Regions from separate parts of the Hordeum vulgare genome. Here region 1 is linked to region 2. Evidence: chromatin contacts called from public Hi-C data. All regions are on one chromosome and are shown on one strand. The core of a region is the stretch at or near the end of the contact, and the rest is flanking DNA. Distances in the headings are between cores, read along the strand shown.

What was found. A called contact is a pair of places that touch in the nucleus more often than the background predicts.
Region 1: a Hi-C map of leaf shows a contact between it and region 2, with 3 times the contacts expected there. The contact joins the promoter of LOC123449956 here to the enhancer-like site in region 2. A contact is called at or near these places in 2 of 6 Hi-C or Micro-C datasets (leaf and seedling).

The regions. Positions count from the first base shown.
Region 1 is chr4H:600,922,117-600,926,633 of MorexV3_pseudomolecules_assembly, reverse strand. It overlaps LOC123449956 (mediator of RNA polymerase II transcription subunit 12), which reads right to left and starts at 2,768. Exons shown (of 12, transcript XM_045127338.1): 1 at 2,175-2,768; 2 at 1,187-1,246; 3 at 830-935; 4 at 613-684. The coding sequence starts at 2,308.
Region 2 is chr4H:600,699,871-600,704,469 of MorexV3_pseudomolecules_assembly, reverse strand. LOC123449952 (probable apyrase 3) reads left to right here. Exons shown (of 7, transcript XM_045127333.1): 7 at 99-935. The coding sequence ends at 634. Among protein-coding and RNA genes, the nearest start is that of LOC123449952, 4.0 kb to the left of the region's middle. Within about 2 kb of position 2,274, at least 2 of the 3 cell types and tissues checked have open chromatin away from gene starts, as enhancers often do. A contact at or near this core is called in leaf, where this site is marked.

The DNA.
Region 1 (4,517 bases), core at 1,519-4,018, 220 kb before region 2:
TCTGGTTGTCATCAAACATGGTACTGGATGTTGGTCTATCTTCCTTAGGGGTGTGGTGAGGTTTTGGGTGATGCTAGGTTTTCGCCCCATAGCCTTGTGTTCCTGATGACAGGCGCAAGGCGGTGGGTTTCCTAGCATTGCTCTGAGCTCGCTTCTCTCTCTTTCCCTTTTCTCTTTCTGATCTCGGAACCAAACTGTGTATTTCCGTTATGCATTTAATGGAAAAGGGGAGAAGCCCGGTTCTAAAAAAAAAATGTATGCATGGATGATCAGCTAGAGCAAACAAGCATTTCATTATTGATAGAGATCAACTAGCCATTACACCATCCACAATCCACAATAGCAGTTTGTTTTTCAGGCTAGTGAACTTAACCAACAGAAAACAGATGGGCAAAAGACAGTTCCTGTTTTATAGTCAAACTATCATCAAATCATCTATGTATAAACTCATACACTAAAGGTAAATAAATCTGTAACACCCAGGTGCTGATTGGGTTACAGAAAGGTGAAACATAAGTGGTTAGGACTCAAATCATATATCATAAAAAGTTAAGCAGTAATTAGTTCTACATAATGGCAAAACAAGATACTCCCATGACCGAGTTTTCATACCTCCTTGCATTTTCCAACGATATCTGGCTTGCAGAAGTATGAGATATGACTGAGTACGATCTCTCTTGCTTCCTATCAAGCCCATCAAAGAAATAATAACAGTCAAGAATGATAGATATGTAGTAAATTTATAATTATGTCTAAACCCATGACAATATTCAATAAGAAGGGGGGTGAGCCCTAATGCATCATACAAAGCTTTTATTCCCAAACACACCTCAATTCCTTCAACAGTCTCCTTGTACCCAGACTGTACATATTCTTTGGTTAATGTCTCTTCAGGACAGTTTGGTGTTTGAGGATAGAAGTCAGGTGGTCCAAGCCTACAAAAGAGCCATATTGAAGAGAACTACTCAGTGAGACTAGGTGAAGTCATATCACAGGACAAAACAACTAGTATCTGTTGCCGAAAAGAACAATGAAAATGTGTTCACATATGCAAACAATGAGTCAATGCTGAAACTAAGGGCAAAGAAAGTAACCAAAATACAACCACTGTGAGGCGGACAATAAATTAATAAGGATACTCTGGCTCTTTCAGTGAAGTGCTTTTGGTTCAGAAGTTTATACGTACTTGTTGTTAAGCGGTTCCCTGTCACACTTTAGCCTGTACGGAGCTAGCTGTTGTTGTCGCCTGAAAAACAGTAGTATTAGGAAATACGGGTCACAATTTACTACTGGCACAGGAAAATGCAGATGCCAGATTTGGGTAACAGTGTCAACTTACTTCAACGGAAACATGGCAACAATTAATTGAATTTGGCACCAGCATATTGTTTTTCTAGTCATCAAGAACCCTATGTTCTAGTCATACTCCGTATTAGATACTGCGAATTTATGGTATAGGATAAAAATCTCCATTTTGCAACAAACAAAGTCTGCAGTTCCTTTTTTCAGCATTACAGATTGAAGTACTAATGTAATGACATATACAACCAACGATAAGGACCTGATGCTCCGCGAGATTGCTTGACAGATAACCAAACAAAAATCTCCATTTTGCAGATGCTACTCAGATATTTCATAGAATTTGATAGATAATACATTCACGTGTCACATCATGGCGTGGATAGACAATTAAGAGTCGCCTGAAGTGTTATTCAAAAAATAAGCCAGCTAGTCCATCTTCACGACAAATGACGGTAAATACGATGGCTTAGCTTGCACTTGGTCCGATTAAAATAGCTTTGGCAAGACAGTGCTAGGTTGTGACAGAATAATAGTTCATACAAAAGGATAGCTATTCATTTCATTCAATATGCTGAAAATTCCAAGCATAGCATACGGCGGGTTCATTATTGGAAGTTCGAGCGTGCGCGTGGCCTAATAACGGAACGCAATAATGCCTCTAACGAAGCGCCATTACGACGGCACCATACTTTTTAGCCTACTGAGTAATTACTGATCCATGAGAGACTGCTACTATACTACCAGCTAAATACAGACTAATTGACGCGCCTTCGGCTTGCTAACACTACACGCTATTGTTGATACCGGTTTGATTAAGCAACTAAATATGCACGGGCAGAGCAGAACAGGGGGAGCAGGCAGTAGCGTGTTACCTTGGGTTCAGGGGGTAATTGGGCGGAGCGTAGGGCGACACATCGAGCCTGGAGCTGTCCCTGCTGCCGGCCGACGCCGGGCCGCCGCTAAACCCAGAGCTATTGCTGTTGCCAGCGCCGGCGTACCTCTGCATCTCGCCGAGCGAGTCAGCAGAAGCATGCCGCTGCCGCCGCCGCGAGCATGGGCCGGGTTCCCCGCGAAACCCTAGGAGCGGATCAGGGCGCGTCCCCGCCGATTCGGCCGGGATCCGCGCGCGCGCCGCACGGATTCCCCGATCCCAGACCCAAAGCTAGGGTTTTGGCGGCCGGAGGTCGGAAATCCGCGGGGAATTTCTCGCGGAAAAGGGGAAGAAAGGACGCCGCCGGCCGGCGCCGGAGGTGGGGGAGGAGCTAGGGTTTCCCAATCGGGCGGCCGGAACCCTAGCTGGGCGAGCGGCGCGGAGGGGAGCAGGGAGGAGCGAGCGCGGAGGGGGGGGACGGGGCAGTGACGCGACGGCGATTAGTGCGGGGGGATTGGGCGATGTAGAGAGAGAAAGTGGGGGAGCCGGAGTTTGACTCTTTTTTAAAGCTGCCTCCTTTCCTCCCCTCTCCTCGTTGCTTCCCCCCTGCGATGGATTTCTCCCTCTCTCTCTCTCTCTCTACGACTGGACTAGATGGCCGGATGAGCTCTCTCTCTCTCTATCCCTATGCTGGTCACACACTCTCTCTCTCTCTAGATTGTGACGACGATGATGGACGGAGAACAAGAAGGGATCTTGGCCTCGACAAGAGTCCTTGTCCTATATATATGCCTGCCCTCTTGGTGGCAAAAAAAGGTGAGGAGCTGAATCTATAATGTCCCCATAAAAACATCATCTTTGCATCTTGGCAGGAGTATGTGATGCTTAGATGCTTTGAGCTATTTTTGGTAAATTCAAGAAGATGTATGTGATGGTGGAGTCAACCTTTTCTATCAGATGGAATGCATGTTGTAATATCTTTTGGAGAAACAGTGATGTGTGTCATGAGTGGGGTAAGTTGTGATGCCGGGCCTCGCATGCTACCGCGATAGGGGCTCCTAGACCGTTGGATCTCATATCCGATGGCTTCTGAGGAGTTGTTGTACCTATGCGTAATTTTGAGACTCTTTCAAGAGCTTCGAGGAACCATTGGATTTTTTGAGATCCAGCGGCTATAAATGCCCATATCACGGTATCATTCACTGATTTTGGTCCCGGATAATTCGAATCGGGGTCCAGTAACGGTACCTCGCCAAAACTCATAGATTTGGCCTATACTGACTGATTTTGGGACTCGAGACAATCCGAACATTTGGGGAACCCCGGATTCCGGATATGAGGAACTCATCAAAACACACAATTTTGGCGTATTTTTGCCAAGTTTCTATGCGATTATTCACTCATACTAGGTCCCGGGGCGATCCAGACGTTCAGGGGATCCCGGGGCGATCCGGACGTCCGGGGGATCCCAGGGTCCCGATACGGGGACCTCGTCAAAACTCGCAGATTTGGCCAATTCTAGCAAGTTTTATAGGCTATTACTCACTATTTTTGGGTTCATCTGCGATCTGAACATTCGGGGAACCACAGGGTCCGGTTACGGGGTACTCGTCAAAACTCGTTGATTTGGCCTATTCTGGCCAGCTTTCTATAATATTACTCAAAGATTTTGGGTCCCACTGTGATCCGGACATCCGGAAAACCCCGTGGTCCGGTTACAAGGAACTCGTCAAAACTCGCAGATTTGGCCTATTCTGGCTAATTTTCTATACTACTACTCACTGGTTTTGGGTCCCGCTGTGATGGACGTCCGGGGAATCCCGTGGTCCTGTTACGGGAACCTCATCAAAACTCGCAGATTTGGCCTATTCTCGTCAGTGTTTTGTATTATTACACGCTAATTTTGGGTCTCGCTACGATCCGAACATTCGGGGAACCCCGGGGTTCGGTTACGGGGTACTCGTCAAAACTCGTAGATTTTGCCTATTCTGGCCAGCTTTCTACACCGTTTACTCACTAATTTTCGGTCCCGTTGCCATGCGAACGTCCAGGGAACTCTGGGGTCCGCTTACGAGGACCTCGCCAAAACTCATAGGATTGGCATATTCTGGCCAGGTTTATATAGTTTACCCACTGATTTTGGGTCCCGCTGTGATCCGGGTGTCCGGGAAACCCCGTGGTCCGGTTACGGGGAACTCGTCAAAACTTGCAGATTTGGCCTATTCTTGCTAATTTTCTATACTACTACTCACTCATTTTGGGTCCCGCTGCGATCCTTACGGGGACCTCGTCAAAACTCGCAGATTTGGCCTATTCTCACCAGTTTTCTATAGTATTACTCACT
Region 2 (4,599 bases), core at 1,025-3,524:
TCACTGATTAATTTGGTTTGATATAAGCAGGGCACATCTAACATAATCAAGAACATCTGATCGATGTGCATATATATCCTTTGATCGAATGAATGAAGGCAAATACACCTACAACGGAGAGCAATACGACGCCATAGCAGCACCGCAAGGAGCGGCGTACGAAAAGTGCAGAGAGGACGTGACCAGGGCGCTGAGAATCAGCGCGCCATGCGCGGCCAAGAACTGCACCTTCAACGGCGCGTGGAACGGCGGCGGCGGCCCCGGCCAGGCCGAGCTCTACGTCACCTCCAGCTTCTACTACATGGCAGCAGACGTCGGCCTGATCGACAGCGAGGCGAGCAGCGGGAAGACCACGCCGGCGGCGTTCAGGGCCGCCGCCGAGGAGATCTGCCCGATGAGCTTCCTGGAGGCCAAGGCCGCGTACCCCAAGGTGCGGTCCGTGGACGCGCCCTACATCTGCATGGACCTCGTCTACCAGTACTCCCTGCTCGTGGACGGGTTCGGCTTGGAGCCGACCAAGGAGATCACCGTGGCGCAGAAGGTGAAGCACGGGGAGTACTTCATCGAGGCCGCGTGGCCGCTCGGGGAGGCCATCGAGGCCGTCTCGCCCACCAAGCGGCTCAACGATGCATGATCTTGTACGTACAGTATTGGTTGATATGATTGCTAATCCGGCCCTAGCTCGCGCAGTAAGGGCATCTCCAATGATTGTATGATCATCGTTGATAATATTGCCACATAGATGATTTTGATGACATGGCGCATAATAAAAGAAGAAAGAGAATGAAATCGTATGAACTTGAAGCAACGGTTCACGCACAAGCTCCGAGGCAAGCATGGTTATTTCTTCCATGTTTAGTGGACCCGCAATGCATGCATGGAGGTGTATCTTACGATTGATCGCAATTAATAAAGTGTGTGCAGAGTTTTGTTTCGGTACGATAGTACACACTTTTGAAGGGGAGTGATTAGACTGTTGTGATCTCTTGTTTCATCCATTAAGACAATATAAAGATTAGACTGTTATGATCTCTTGTTTCATCCATTAAGATAACTTATACTCAATCTACATGGAAATTCGTACACTTTTCTAGGGGTGTATTGATGGAACCCTACATAAATTAAAGAATAAAGGTGCATATACAAAAAAAAGGTGAATTTACTGACTTAATATGAAACATGAAGGGGTTACAAATACAATGAGCTACACTCATCTCTTCATAACTATGATGTACAGAGTCAATACCAATCGTACAACCAGGAAGAAACACTCTAGCAAAAAAGAAAAGTTATACAATACCAAAGCTCTCGAGGAAAAGGGAAAAAAAATCCAAACCGAACAAAGAAACAATTAACAAACGACAACAATGATTATATGTGCACCAACCATCTCTTCACGTCACAAAGATAGCAAGAAAGGTTCTTCAATAGCATCTCTTCACCTCACAAAAGTTGAGTGTGGGAACATTTTTCTGAATTTGCAATTTTTTTTTTGATTTTTTTTATTTGTGAACACTGTTTGAAATTGGGAACATTTTCTAATTTTTTTAAATGCAAACATTAAAGTTTTCAAATTTAAAATTTAATTTTTGAACATTTTTCATAAGAAGCGAACAAATATTTGAAATTCTGATCTTTTTGGAATTTCCGCACAAAATTCAAATCAGGAATATTTTTCTAAAATATTTACGAAATCGGAAAAAATGCAAACATTTGTAAATTTATAAGCATTTATTGATACTACCGAACAAAATTGGAAAAGGCGTACATTTCTCTTATATTTCCAGAAGAATTTTTAAAGAGGAACATGTTTTCAAACTACTGAACTAAATTTCAAAACGCGAACATTTTTTAAATTTTGAACAATATTTGAAAGAGGAACATTTTTTTTCTAAATACGCGAACATCTTTATAGAAAATGGAAAATGTGAACAAAAGATAATAACTGTAACATTTTTGAATTTCTGAACATATTTCGAATTTTTGAACAAGATTTCAAATTCTCAAGAACAAGAAAGAAAATAAATATAATTATAAAAACGGAAAAATAAAAAGAAACAGAAACATAAAAAGGAAAGAAAATAAAAAAGAAAGAGGAAAAAAATTGAACCAATAAAAACAACCAGTTCACGAACCACCTAGAAAGTTCTCAAAACAAAAAAAGCCGGTTCAGAAACCTCCTAGAAGATTCCCAAAACCGGTATTGCAGAAGCGGTGACCCGGCTGCACGAAACCTGGCAATTTGCGTCGACGCGCGGCAAATAGGCATTTCCTTGAGATTTGTCCTGAGGCAAGCGAGAGCTCGCCTCGAGGGAGCAGGTATTGGACCGGCCCAGTACTTAAGGCACCTTGTCGCGTGTTTTTCTTTCATTTTTATTCATATTTCTGTTTTCGTATCGAAAGTCATATTCTACTCCCGAGCTCTAATACTCCCTCGTGAACATTAAAATCAAATAAAAAAGTAAAATAATTCAAATAGTTCTGAAATTATTTTTTTGTTAATTTTGACAAATGTTTTACATGCGTACCCAAATTCAACACGAAATAACATTCGTTGAAGTCGCAGCGAAAAAACAAAATTAATAGTCCAACATGTATTAAAAACTAGCATTTTTGGAGCAGCAATTTTGTTTTTTTCGCCACGACTTCCAAAAATGTTATGCAAAAAATCAGAATGTTTTTACTAATTATTTTGATTTTACTGTTCATGAGAAAGCATATGAGCTCAGGAGCAAAAGATCCATGTCCTTTTTGTATTGTTTCTTTTATTTTTAAAAAAATTCATTTATATTTCGAAAAAAAATTAAATATATATATTACAAAAATCACTTTACATAAAATTTCACTAAACACTGATCTGTTATTTAAAATGTTAAATATGTATAGAAAATTTTCCTTCTTGCATTAAAAAATGTACAATTTGAACCAAAAAGAGCAGTAAATACTAATTATGTGTCTGAAACATGTTAATCTTGTGAAAACAATAATAGTACTATATTATAAAAATATTCGTGTCACTAGGAAATATACGTCAGGTTTGATTGAAATATATCCGTGTTTGATGGAAAATGTTCATTACATTTAGAAACAATTATATTAAAAATGAAAAATGCCGCCTCAGGTCATACAAAATATTTGTTTCCACTAAAATGTATGCTGACATTTTAATAAATATTTGTCTGTTTCGAAGAAAATGTCCGTAAAAATTTTACACAATATTTTTCAATGTAAGAAGAACGTTTGTGTAGCTTGGAAACCATTTATTGTTATTTAAAAAGTATACAACATGTATTTAGAAAACAGTATTACCATAAGTACAAAAAGATGTTCAAAACTTATATTAAAAATGTACATAATTTGTTTTAAAAATGTCCAACATGTATTGGAACAATGTTTTATGTGTAATTTAAAAATATAAATTTTATAATAATATAAGGTAGACATGTATTAAAAATAAAAAAATAAAATAAAACAATAAAACAATAAAACAATAAACAAAGAGAAACAATTAGCCAGAAGAGTAAAAGGCGAAGAAAGGAAAATGAAGAATGAAAAAATATAATAAAAACACCAATGAAAAACCAAGGAAATCAAAAAGGAAAATAAAATAAAAAAAGTTGTTCGAGAGAACCTAGGAACAGCTAGAACTAGCTGCCACCGAGTGGACTAAGTGGGTCAGTATGGTATGTCGCCCGTTGGTGATTCGTATTAAGAACCGGTAAGGCCGACGCATAGTTTTCGCGGGCAAGCGTACTTGTTGCGACAAGCGACTCATATGTTTGAAAATGGTTCATTCTATGATAAAAATGTATGTCATGTATTTTTTATAAGTTCAAGTATTTATTAATTTGGAAATACTTATATCTGTGGATATACAATAGCAAAAAAAAAAAACTTAACAGAAAATAATTGTATTGCATAAGTATCTTATAGTTCTCAAATACTTAAAATATTGGTTGGTCATATATCCAGTTTCCCGTCGAACAAAATCTTTGAGTAATTTCTATCATAATGCTACCTCAATCCAAAATACAAGCCATAGTTTGACTGTCAAAATTCATGCTTTAGCAAGCAATTAGTCCAATAATATGTAGCTTATGTTACAAATGTTGGACATCATTATATCTATATTAAAAAAGCAATTTCGCATGGCTATCATTTCGCAACCACTGAATAAACATTGTGAGTAGATGTTCTCGAATTCTAATGTGTTGAAGCTCAATGAAGTTTATGTGTATTAACTTAATGAACCCTCTTAGCCCTTAATTAAAAAAGTCGAGTCCCAAAAGCCTGTAGCAAATGAATTTACCAACATATGGGTGTGTGAAACAAATCGAATAGGAAACCGGAAAAGTTTAGGTGTTTTTTGTTCAGCCAACTTTGCCCTAATATTGTTGAAAGTTGGCTTGCTCGTATGAGTTAGCCAACATTGTTAGAAAAAAGAGTAGCAGTGGAAAAATAATATTGGCATGCCAGAAAACTATTTCGTAACAATCGAAACAAAGACTAAAATTTCCGTCAGGACCAAAAAATTGGTAGGGCGTTTTCTAGCTACAAGCTTAAAGAACACCTGGCAAACTCGTCAATTGTAATAGTGCA